Regions from separate parts of the Sus scrofa genome. Here all the other regions are linked to region 1. The links are chromatin contacts, called in public promoter capture Hi-C maps. All regions are on one chromosome and are shown on one strand. Each heading gives the region's core, a stretch centred on a gene start, on an enhancer-like site or on the middle of the called end of the contact. The rest is flanking DNA. Distances are from core to core; before and after follow the strand shown. Region 1 holds the start of NFATC3 (nuclear factor of activated T-cells, cytoplasmic 3). Region 2 holds the start of PARD6A (partitioning defective 6 homolog alpha). Region 3 holds the start of GFOD2 (glucose-fructose oxidoreductase domain-containing protein 2).

Evidence for each region. Promoter capture Hi-C pulls out the DNA fragments that hold promoters and counts their contacts.
Region 2: a promoter capture Hi-C map of fetal liver shows a contact between it and region 1, with 4 times the contacts expected there. The contact joins the promoter of PARD6A here to the promoter of NFATC3 in region 1. A contact is called at or near these places in 2 of 5 promoter capture datasets (fetal liver and liver) and 1 of 2 datasets of contacts at active chromatin or transcription factors (skeletal muscle).
Region 3: a contact with region 1 is called in a promoter capture Hi-C map of fetal liver, with 2.2 times the contacts expected there. The contact joins the promoter of GFOD2 here to the promoter of NFATC3 in region 1. A contact is called at or near these places in 1 of 5 promoter capture datasets (fetal liver) and 1 of 2 datasets of contacts at active chromatin or transcription factors (alveolar macrophages).

The regions. Positions count from the first base shown.
Region 1 is chr6:28,664,501-28,668,493 of Sscrofa11.1, reverse strand. It overlaps NFATC3 (nuclear factor of activated T-cells, cytoplasmic 3), which reads right to left and starts at 2,036. Exons shown (of 10, transcript XM_021094122.1): 1 at 1,548-2,036. The coding sequence starts at 1,650.
Region 2 is chr6:28,278,454-28,282,446 of Sscrofa11.1, reverse strand. It overlaps PARD6A (partitioning defective 6 homolog alpha), which reads right to left and starts at 1,945. Exons shown (of 3, transcript XM_021094099.1): 1 at 1,251-1,945; 2 at 641-863; 3 at 1-408. The coding sequence starts at 1,313. It overlaps ACD (adrenocortical dysplasia protein homolog), which reads left to right and starts at 2,038. Exons shown (of 12, transcript XM_021094094.1): 1 at 2,038-2,218; 2 at 2,300-2,436; 3 at 2,572-2,665; 4 at 2,744-2,820; 5 at 2,929-2,973; 6 at 3,104-3,138; 7 at 3,302-3,453; 8 at 3,532-3,613; 9 at 3,709-3,795; 10 at 3,988-3,993. The coding sequence starts at 2,120.
Region 3 is chr6:28,346,493-28,350,485 of Sscrofa11.1, reverse strand. It overlaps GFOD2 (glucose-fructose oxidoreductase domain-containing protein 2), which reads left to right and starts at 2,289. Exons shown (of 4, transcript XM_021094104.1): 1 at 2,289-2,503.

The sequences.
Region 1 (3,993 bases), core at 787-3,286:
TCAACCTTAATCCCTAGATCTATTTTGATATCAAAATGGTTTGGGATCAGGGACTATGGCAAAAATTTCTTAAAAAGCTGTTTCCATAGCTTTTAAATGTCATTTACGTACTGTTTCAGATGTATATACAGCTCCTACTTACATGATGATACTCATTTAATATTCTCCTGTTTGGTCAACATCTTTATTGATCATGTATGTGGTATATATATAATGTGCTCTAATCAAGTTTGTGTTCCAAAAGTTTGCTTACATCATTAACTATCTTCTCCATGATGAAAATACTCATTCAAACAAGAGTCCTGAATGCTACTTTTCCCACAAATGCCACTTTTCCCATTTCTACCACTATTGTAACATGCATCACCGTTCAAGTCAGTCTAGTAACAGTTATTTGGGTTATGTGCATCCATCATAACACTACAAAGTACCTAACATACCTTCAACATAATTGCTGCTCAGATGATGTCAGTGGAACTGAAATAAACGCAACCGAGAAATAACTACTACCATAAACTATTACGTTGAAAAAGACATTTAACATATAAATACTAACAGGACTGATAATACAAATACTTCCTTATGCCATACATTCAGATGTGTTTTTTAGTGCAACCCTACAGAACAGTCTGTTGAGCATCAATATCAACATGAAGTAATTCGCTTAATACCCGGAAAGAATAAATGGAGATTAGACATATCCACCTTCCTTCTGAAATTCGCCTGCAAATGCAATAGGAAAACTGAACTTAATGAACCACAGTATTCCAAACCAGGTCACAGGAGAGCTCCAAGTCCCCAGCCATCCTGTTTCTATTTCCTGATTGGTCTGACCTCCAAGCATTATGGTGTCCACTCTTCACAATTCATGATCTCCTTTAAAACATCTTGTGAGGTGAGCTTTTTCTCAAAATAAAAATGTACTTCCAGAACTTTCTAGGAGATTTACGAACAAGGTACTCCACTTCTTAAAATTTTCTGAAACACTTTGCTCAAGAAAAGAAATCGTTTTCAGAAAAGTCCCGTTATAGTTACAGCTCGAATTAAATGTGGGCCATATTAAACTTGCACAAGTCGACGTTAACACTAAGGCATTACTCTCCTACCAAAGTAGATTTAAACAGACATGTGCTGGAATTTTAGAGAACTCCTACACTTCCAGAATGCGCATCGTTCAAATAAAGATTGTTTTTAAAACCTAGAATAGACGAAAAACCAAGCCTGCTTACACTTCATAGGGACATTTCCTCCGCACCACGCTGGCAAAGCAGCGACAACCAGACGCCACTTGGGCAGCAGCCCGGACCCTCAGACTCCAAACCCCGGGCGTCCAGGGGCCACAGCGTCCCGGAGTCGAGTTCCCCTCCAGTTTGCTTCCAGCCAAGCTGCGGCCACTTCCACGTCGCTGCGACCTACACGCCTCCTCAGCAACACACACACACACACACGACAACCAGACCTGGGACAACCAAAGGAATAGGGAGGGGACGAGCTCATGAGAGCGAGAAGAGTAGACGCTCTGCGGTCTCGCCCCGCCCGGCACCCACCTGCAGGCCGCGAGCCCGGGGGTGGCGGCGCCGACGCCCCGTCCTCGCCAAAGACGAGTTTAAAGTCGAGCTCGTCGGGGGCGCCACAATTTGCAGTAGTCATCGGCGTGGCCCAGGGTGCTGCGGCTCCTCCTCAGGCGGCGGCAGCGGCGGCGGCTCCTCAGCGCCGCTTCATGCCGGGCCGCGCCGGCCAGGAGGTCGCAGCTCCACAGCAAACTTTCCGGGCGGGGACCGCGACGCCGAGCGTTTCGTTCCGAACTCTAATACTGGCCGCGGGCCGAAACACCCTAGGAACCCCCGTCACCGCCAGTCGTCGGTGCCCAAGCTGGCACGGTCGCCTTAGACGATATTCCCCGCCCCCCCCACAGCCGCCGCCGCCACCACCACCGGCGCGCTCCCGCGCCTTGCCGCGCGCCCGGCCCCGCCCCCTACCGAGCGCCCATCTGACCTGGCAGCCCATAGGCCACCGGCCTCGCGGGCTAGCCCGACGGCCCCGCCCTCTCACTGCCCTACCGCGTGACTCAGTCCCGCAGAAGGAAGTCACGTGACTAAGGAGCGCTAGCTAGCCCTGCTACCTCTTGGGACTTGTAGTTTGGCCTGTATTCTTTCAACTATTTCTGAAATAGGACCCGGCACCGCGGTATGGGGTCCAAAACGTAATTGGATTGAGGGGCCCACCACCAGCCAATCGGAGAAGATCCCTTTCCTTATTGGGCAGACCCCATGTCGTGGAAGGAGCACAAGAGCCTTGGGATTATGGTTCCATTGACGAGCAACTGTAGGGTTATTCTTGCTGACTGGGTTTGGGGAAGGTATCAGCGCCCGGGAGGGTACGTGGATGTCACATACCCTCACCCCAAGCTCAATGGCGGAATCTGAAGAAGGCAGGGACTGGATCGAGCTTCCACCTAAGGTGGGGCGGAGCCAGAGGAGACCTGGGTTGCGCGAGTCTCAAGTCTGAGCTATCCATCGCTACAGACCCACCCCTGGGGGGCGGGGCCATTGCTCCGCTGGATGAGTCTTTGTCTGTCCCCACCACCCAACCTGGCAGCTGCTCCCTCCAGGACAGTCGGCGCGTTCGAGGCCTCGGCAAAGCCCCATGAGCAAGGTCTGTCCCGTGCTGGAAGTCAGGCAGACTGAATGGGAAAGCCTGTGGTGAACTCGCACCACCCAAGGCGCTCCGTGTCTTCTGCATCTTGTCGCACATCCACGGAAGTCAGAGAGATCGTGCTGGTCGAACCGCGTTAGTGGGGAGGAAATTACACTGTCTGAAGAACAGTTTTCACTCTCGGCCTCTCCCCAGCGGGCGTGTCTTCCCTTGAGACGATCCAAGACGTCTCCTCCTGGGGCTTGGGGTGGAGGCCATGCCCAGGGACGCAGAGCCTGGCTTGTTTACTTAGGCACAAGGTGGACCGAGAGCAGGGAGAGGTGGCAGAGACCAACTCCCCTAGCTCCAGGCCCGGAGGGGCATAGCATCCTTAAAAGTGCACTGCCAGAGTAACCAGGGTGCTGTGGCTCAGAAGCTTGCGTGTAGGTGCAAGAGCCCAAACATATCCCAAAGGCCCTGGAGAAGAGTGCAGAGATGTCTCAATATGTGGACTGGCAACCTGAGCTACCAGGGGACCCTGAGGAGAGCCCAACTAGGCCTAAGGTCAGGAGGACTGGGATCATGCAGAGAGAGCACTTGAGACGTTTATCGTGGATTGGCTCATCCCTGAGGTCATAAAACTTTTCCTGCCCTGTTCTCTGTACTCATACCTGTGCTGGTCCTGGGGACACAGATAAATTAATCTCCCTTCAGGCATCAGGGAGGGGAGGCCAGCAAAGCTATAATCACTGTGCAGAGATTAGGGCTGTGCCAAGAGCTCAGAGAAGGTACATAATCCCCCTGGCTGCAGGCTTCCCAAGAGTCTAGGAGGTATTTGGAGAGATGGACAAGGAGTACAATGGTTCCCTGCAGAGAACAGATATCCAAAGACTCAGAGACCAGAAAGTATATGCAGTGAACAGAAAGCAAAGGTAAGACCAGATGAATGGCCAGAGTGCTGCATGCCACTCCAAGGTATCTGGACTTATTCCTGAGGGCAGTGGGGAGCCATGAAAGGGTTTAGAGCAGCAGACTTCCATGTTCAGAATTCTGAACGAATCACTGAATTGAGTGGAGAGGATAGAAGCAGAAGGTAACAGTAGTCAAGGAGAGAGAGCGAATGGCATTAAGTAGGTGAAATATCCTTCCAATAAGCTGTCCTGCCTTCACAGGATCTCAACTTTGAAGACCTAAGTGTGGAATTTAGAGCCCCAACGCCACACTAACTGCAAACTTCTGCCCAGGGAGATGGCTGGTCTATATGTAACATGACCCTTAATATAGTAAAAGGCCCCAGAAGCTTCACCAGTTCACATCCTCCTCCTCATAAAACAATGCAGTTTCAGGATGTGTTCCCCC
Region 2 (3,993 bases), core at 696-3,195, 390 kb after region 1:
TCACTTGGTCCAAGGTCTTTCCAGCTACCTCAATGCCATTGACCTCGAGGATCTCATCACTAACCGCCAGCAGCCCTGTACTCTCAGCCAGGCCCCCTCGTACCAGGCGGGAGATGAAGATGCCTGGAACTCGTTCCAGGCCCTGGGGAGCTACGCGCACGCTCATGCCATCTCGGATGTAGAAACCCAGGGGGCGGTCAGAACCATGCTTGTGCAGCCGCACCCGTCGGTGGGTCTCAGGCAGTAAGTCCACATCAATGACTGAAGAAACCTGTCGGAAATCTTGGGGCAGGCTGATTAGCAGGGGTGGCCGGGTGCGCAGAGGTGCCACTGGCCGGAGTAGGAGCCCTTTCTTGCGCCGCTGCAGGGAGTTGGAGGCAAAGGCCAGGCCACTGGAGTCAGCTTCTGCTGCAGGAGAGGGGACACTGAAATCAGAGACCCTAATGTCCCACTCAGGCCCTTTTCCATCAGGCCCAGGCCTGGGGAAGGCACACTGTAGTTATTTCCTGCCACTTGGAGGTCAGGCCAAGGGCAAGGACTGCAGAGGGTGAAGTTTGGGTACCCTAGGCATGGTCTAACCCTTGGAGATCTGCCCTGTCACCCTACCCCACAGAGGCTGCCCCCTGTACCCCATCCTTACCCCGCTTCTGCACTAGCAGTCTCAGTGGCGGGGGCCCACTGGCCAGGGCCCGGTGCAGGCTGTCGTCGTTGGTGAGGGGCAGTAGGTCGCCGTGAGCATCCGTATAGCCAAGCAGCACGTCCAGGCCCGGGATCTGGTGTACCGCACGCAGCAACCGAGAGAACTCTTGGAAGCCGCTCACCGAAGCGCGAGGTAGCGCGAAGCGTCGGAACTCGGCATCAAACTGGAGGCGGGGGTAGGAGGTCGGGGGAGGAGGAGGGGTTAGGACAGAGTCCGTGCCCTTTCTCACCACAGGTCCGAGGGTAGTAGGGGTGGGAAAGACAGGGCTTCACAACAGCTGCAGACTTGCACCCAGACCTCTGCTCCAGTGCAAGGGACGCTGTCCAAGGTCTTCTCCTCGCCCTCCAGGTACCCAGGCCAGAGGGACTCTAGAAGCCGGCAGTGGAAAGGAGGAGGTGGGATGGGGGGAAGCGAAAAGGAAAACCAGAGAATGGGACGTGGAGGATGGAGGAGAGAAAAAGGTGGTGGGGACCAAGGAGTCAGGGAGGGGAGAGTGAGGGTTGGAAGCGCCTAGGGCCGGAGCCAGAGCTGGGGCTGGAGGGGTCCTTACTTTGCTCTTCACCTCGACGATGCTGTCAGGACTGCGTGCCGGAGTCCTCTGCGGCCTGGCCATCGTGGGACCGGGAGGGCCAGGGACGGTGCCCTAGGCGGCCCGCCGAAGCGCAGGTGCACAGCCTGCGGGGCCGGCTGGCCCGCGCAGCCCCGCCCCTGGCGGTAGCACTCGCCCCGCCCTCCTATCCGGGCCGTGACGTCAAGGGGGCAGCGACGAAGAGTGGAACGCGGAGTCCACGTTTCCTAGGAAACGGAGCTGGAGGGGTGGAGAGTCTCACGTCCTCTTACGTCACTACGTTACGGTCGTCAAGTCCCGGGAGCCTCGGGGGAGGGGCTTGGCCAAGCCGAGGGGAGAGTTGGGGAAGTGGTATTTATTGAGCGCTGTACGCTGTTATTTCCATTGGCCTTACAAGGCTGTGTATGTTGTAGATGAGGGAACTGGGTCATAATATAAATATCTGCTGAGTTCTTTGGGGTCACAGGCATTGAAGTGACTCCGAGCTAACTCGCTCGGACCACCCTTGGCTGCAGCCTCAGGCCCTAGATTCCTCCCTCTCCATACATGCCAGCCTTTGCGCCTTCCTGCTCAATGCCACAGGAGTTCTGAAGAACGGCCCAAACGCGGACCGTTGCTCGGAGAGTTGCTCAAGTAAGAGCAAGCACGTCAGCAGCCATTTGATTCAATGGGAGTGCACACAAACTCCCAACTAGGACGCGCATGTGCGCACGCGCGGGCATGCTCATGGGCAGGGCCTAGGTTTCGGGTTCCGCCCAGCGCTCCTGCACTTCCTCTTCCGACTAGAGGCGGGGCCGCGGCGCTAGCGGGAAATCCGGGCTAGAGGTAATCCGCTGGCTGCCGCGGCGGGAATGGCCCGCTTGGGGAACCTCGTCCTGCGACCCTGGATTCGAGAGCTAATTCTGGGGTCAGAGGCACTTTCAAGCCCGCGGGCGGGGCAGCTGCTCAAGGTGAGAACCCCGCTACCTTTTTCAGGGCCCGGAGGGCGGGGTCCCAGGGCGGTGGGCTTGATGCTTTATCACCGCGGTCAGGTACTGCAGGAGGCCGAAACCCCGGGCCCGTCCCGCGCCTCCGACACGTCTCACGTCGACACCGCGCTGCTTGTGTCCGATGGGACCCACAGTATCCGATGTCTGGTGACGCGAGAAGCCCTGAACGCCTCGGACTGGTGAGAGGGGCTCCGCGGGGCTTGGAGATAGTGGAGGCCAACGGGAGAGCTCAAGGTTTGAGCTGGAGGTGGGCGGGCCCCAGGCGGGCTGGGCTGTGTTCACGCAGGCTCGGCACTGAGGGTCCCCTGCCGCAGGGAGGAGAAGGAGTTCGGTTTTCAAGGGGCAGAAGGTCGGCTGCTGCTGCTGCGGGACTGCGGGGTTCGCGTCCAAGTCGCCGAGGGAGGCGCGGTGAGTGGTGAGCCTGGCCTGGGTGGGTTACTGGGCCTGACTTTCTAACAACTCCTGAGACCTGTCCCTGAACTCCAGCCCGCAGAGTTCTACCTCCAGGTGGACCGCTTCAGCTTGTTGCCCACAGAGCAGCCCCGGGAACAGGTGATTGGTTGGTAAGTGATGCCTCCACCCTCCACCTGTTCTCCTCACCCAGGCCTGGCTTTTGGGGTGTGAGGGCTTGGGCCCCTAGTAACACTGACTGTCTACCACTCCTCTCCCAGCAACCAGGATCCAGATGTGCAGAAAAAGCTTTATGACTGCTTGCAGTGAGTCTGGGGTTGGGCTTTTCCGTTCGGCTTTTATTCGGGGCTTGGTCACTTTTCTGACTGAGCCTGCTCAGTCAGGGGATGGCAGATTTGTGCAGATAGGCCTCAGGTGTCTCCTGTGTTTCTCTAGGGAGCACCTTTCAGAGTCTACCTCTCCCAGTGCAGGTATGTATAGGGGTTGGCGGGCTGCCCGAACTCCTGGTAGAGTGATCTCTCCAGTCATCACACACACACACACACCCTACTTTCTTAATAAGTCCTCCTTCTTATCTCCCACCCTACCCTTCCTCTTTGAGTTTCAGCCCATCTCCTGGTCCCCTGCCCCCAGGCATTTCACTGTCCCAACTTCTGGATGAGGTAGAGGAGGACCAGGAGCATCGTGGGGCACTAGTGCAACTGGCTGAGAGCTGTCTGATGCTGGCAGGCCCTTGCACGGCAGCCCCCCTCACCCGCTGGGCTGCCTCCCGCTGCAAGGCCACGGTCGGTCTGGGGCTTCACTTGGGAGGTGTCAGGGTGGGGACTTGGGCAAGGGCCAAACTGAAAGTTCACATCCCACAGGGAGAAGCTGTGTACACCATCCCCAGCCTGTGGCTGCGCATCTCTGAGAATGAGCAGCGGATCCTGAGCTGTCTGGGCCCAGGTCAGAGGGCACAGGGTAAGCAGGACTGGAGAGGTCAAGAGCGGAGTACCTGTGCCCAGTGCCCACAGTGCTGATAAGCCTCCCCTGACTCCCAGGCCCTGAGCTACCCCCGCCACACCCAGCTCTGCAGGACCTGTCTCTGGCCCTGATCTCCTCTCCTCCTTCCTCACCCTGTTCCTCAGGTAAGGTGGTGCTTAGCTCTTCCTTTCGCTGTGAGCCACCAATCAGGTGACAGGGCTGCACAGGATGCTGTGAAAGGGTATACAGCTGGGTGGGGGGTGAGCACAGTTCCTGCAGGCCTGCCTCAGCTCATAGGTCACTCAATTGGGGTGAGCTGCGAGGGCTGTGCCCATGGTGAGTCCCTTTCTCCTCAGGAACCC
Region 3 (3,993 bases), core at 1,040-3,539, 320 kb after region 1:
AGCTCCGATTCGACCCCTAGCCTGGGAACCTCCATATGCCGTGAGAGCGGCCCAAGAAAATGGCAAAAAGACAAAAAAAAAAAAAAAAAAAAAAAAAAAACAGTTGTAGAAATCCTGTGTTAGGACATGTAGCTTAATCCAGCACTTTCCAAAGTTATATTACACAGAATGCTTCACTCGGGGCATTTTGCAGGACGCTGAGGGAAAGGCTAGTCTAGAGGAGAGAATGGAGTATTAGTGTCCTGCTTCCGTAAATTAATTTCCCTCAGACTAGTGGTTGTCAACCAATTGGGACTGGTTTTACTGCCCAGGGAACATTTGGCGATGGGTGGAGATATTTTTGGTAGTCACAATGGGGTTAGGTGTGTTACCAATATCTGGTAGGTGGAGGCCAGAGATCCTACGATACACAGACATCCCTCCACAACAAAGAATCATCAGGCCCAAAATGTCAACAGTGCTGCTGTTGAGAGACCACTTGCTCTAAAATGAAACTTTCAGTGGTGACTAAGAAGCAGATCTGGAGTTACCACTGTGGAACAACCAGATTGGCAATGTCTCTGGAGCACTGGGGCGCTGGTTCTATGCCCAGCCCTATGCAGCGGGTTAAAGATCCAGCTTTGGAGTTCTCGTGGCTCAGCGGTAACAAACCTGACTAGTGTCCCTGAGGACACGGGTTTGATCCCTAGCCTTGCTCAGTGGGTCAAGTATCCAGTGTTGCTGTGAGCAGCAGCGTAGGTGGCAGACACGGCTCCAATCTAGAACGCTGCTTAGGCCCACAGCTGCAGCTCCAATTCAACCCCTAGCCTGGGAACTTCCATATGCTGCACCATTGCTGCAGCTGCAGTGTAGGTCGAAACTGGCACAGATCTGATCCCTAGCCTAGAAACTCCATATGCAATGGGGTGGCCAAAAAAGGGGGAAAAAAAAAGAAGAAACAGATCAAATACAAGCACGCTTTTGATTCTGCCTCCTTTCTGCTTGGCTGTTCAGAATCCAGGGAGAAGGACAAAGGGGATAAAATGCCATCAGAAGAGGCCGTTAGGGGTTACAATTTCTCTGGAAGACTTCCATGCTCACCAAGGTGGTGGTAGTGGCAGGAAGTCCTGTCTCCTGCCAAAGCAGGGATAGCCCTGCTGCTCAGCAGGTCTCAACGTAAACAACTGCGGCTTCACTGACATACTCTTTTTTTTGTCTTTTCTGGGGGGGAGGTGCACCTGCGGCACATGTGAGTTCCCAGGCTAGGTTTCCAATCTGAGCTGTAGCTGCTGGCTTACGCCAGAACCACAGCAATACCAGATCAGAGCCCCGTCTGCGACCTACAACACAGCTCACGGCAATGCTGGATCCTTAACCCACTGAGCAAGGTGGGGATCAACCTCAAGGATACTAGTAGGGTTCTTACCACTGTGTGACCAGCAGCAATCCCTCGATTGACACGTTCTAATCATCACAGGCTGCTCTGGAGAGCTGGCTGGGACATCTTCCTAATGCCAACTAAGCGTGCAGGGCTGGGGGAGGGGAGATTTAGAAGTCCACACTCTCAACGAGAGTTCCCTGGTGGCCTGAGGGTTAAGGATTCGGCAGTGTCATGGCTGTGGCTCAGGTTAATGCTGTGGCTTCGGTTCCATGCCTGGCCCAGTAAGTCCTGCATGCCAAAGGGCATGGTTAAAAAAAGAGAGAGAGAGATAAGCAGGGGTGGGTCTCCCCATGCAGAAATAACCCCTAATCCCACATTTTCAACATCACCTGTTTTGCACCAAGGTTTACAGGTTCGTTTCATTCTTATATCGGACAGTCTGGTGAAACGGTAGTCTCGTTACAAAGTGGTATATATACTTGGGTTCGGTAAAGAGATCAGAGAGACCGAAGTTACAGTCTTGAAAAACACTTGACATTGTTAAGGAACAACCAAAAAACATCCAGAAAGGGAGCCCAAGCACGGAAAAACGAGTCATTAGAATCAGAAAGCCAGGAAGTCCGGCAAGTTTGAGAGAACTGCCTTTCTGCAAAGATAAATTGTTATTCAGCAGGAGACCTTCCTTCATTCTGGGAAAATCAAGGCCCACAATCAAGGCCACCCCATTGCATACGGAGTTTCTAGGCTAGGGATCAGATCTGTGCCAGTTTCGACCTACAGCCTAAGTTGGAAAACCGCTCGCTCCTCGCCTCCACCGCCGGAAATGAATGACCAGGGCTTCTAGCCAGACTGCTTAACCTCCGCCCCCGATCAGCGAGCATGCGCAGCTCCCGGCTCCGGCCCCTCCCAGCGCTGGTCCACTACCGTCAGGGAGCATGCGCAGACCTCCCGCCGTCCCCCCCCTCCTTTTCCAAAGACCCCGGTTCCTTAGAAACCGGGCGGCGCGTTCCCGGTGGCTGCGAGCTAGTTTTCGGGGCTGGTGCGTCCGCCCCTGCCTCCCTTACGGAAGGCGGGTGGCCGCTGAGACCTGTCCGGACCCGTGGTCTCCGGTGTAGCCCTGGGCGGGGGATGCCAGCGTGCCAGGTGAGAGGCGGCCCGTGAGGGCGGGTAAGGATGACGGGCATGGCGCGGAGGCAAGCGGGCGCCGGCCGGGCCTCCTCCACGGACCGGCGCCCGAGGTCGGAGGAGGGGATGAGCTAAGCTGGGGTGGGAGGGGGCCGTTCTAACTGTCAGCGCAGGCTCGGGGGTCGCCCCAGATTTCGTCGTCCCACCTCGGAAATATGACCTGCAAGTTTGGTCGTAGAATTGTAGAATTTGGGTTCCTGGAAGGACCTTGGCCATAACCCATCCCTTTACTGGACGCGAAAACCTAGGCTCCACCGCCCTGTGCGGAGCAGACCCCCTACCTGTGTGAGGACCAACGCTTCGTGGATAAGGATGTGAGGTATGGGAACTTGAGACAAAGAACTCGTGGGGTAACTGGTCCCTCGTCTTTCCCAGTGAGCTGGTACTTTGTGGGAGATCAGTCATTATTTACGGAAAGTGTTCAGGTGGCAGATGGGAGAAACGACACTCTGAAAGGTGCAGATGGTTCTTCCAGTCCCCGAGTGTCCGCTGGCCAGATCTCCCTGGGCCTGGCTACCTTTGAAGCTCAGGTAGGAAGCAGATGGCTGTGGAGACAAAAGGTGAGGTGAGGTATTCCTCTCAAGGTATTATCACACGAATGGTGAGGAACTTAGAAGGGTCCAGGACATCAGGACTTGTGAAAAGTTGTGTGAGAGTTTAGGGAAGAATCTAAAGCACAAGACCGGAACAGAAAAGTTTAAGGCTGCCTTGGATTGACACCAAGAAAGGTTATAATCCTTATTTATAGTCATTGTACCCATAGGGTCATGCTGAGGGAAGGATACATGAGGAAGGAAGTCGGTGGCCTTTGAATATCCAGAATCTGGTGGGGCAGGGCACAGAGGACCTTTGTAAGCTTCAGGGCACAGAAGTCTGAGAAAAGCCCTGATTCTGTGACCCTTCAGTTGAAGGGAACAGCTGTTTAAATTAGAAAAGACACCTAATGCATTATTTTGATACAAAGAGATACGAAGAAGATGGTAGTCAGGGAATCTAGGTATATTCTTGTTTTAGAAGGAAACTTATTTCCTTCTGAAAAGCCACACCAGGGAACAAGAGTTTACGGAAAATGTAAAATAGTTACTGCTTTTGGACTAGGAGTTTAGAGAATCTATCTGGACCACGAGGTGAAAATTTTCAGCAGACAGTTCTATTGGTGGACCCCCCTCCCCCCATTTCACAGCAAAGATTCTGTGGTGAGAGGCTTTCTCTTACCACCTGGTCTACTTTTTCTGTGAAGTGATTGGTTTGGATCTGATCTGTTATTTTTATTTGCTAGAAAAATTCAAATATGTGATTTCTATAGTAATACTAGAACCAGCTAGTACTAAGATTAGCAATGGAGAATAAAATACCCCTCACAAGACAAAGATTTGTCATATGGGGGAAAGAAGTATGTGATTTTTAAAAGATGGTACCTGAATCTAATCAGCAAAGTCAATTTGCTG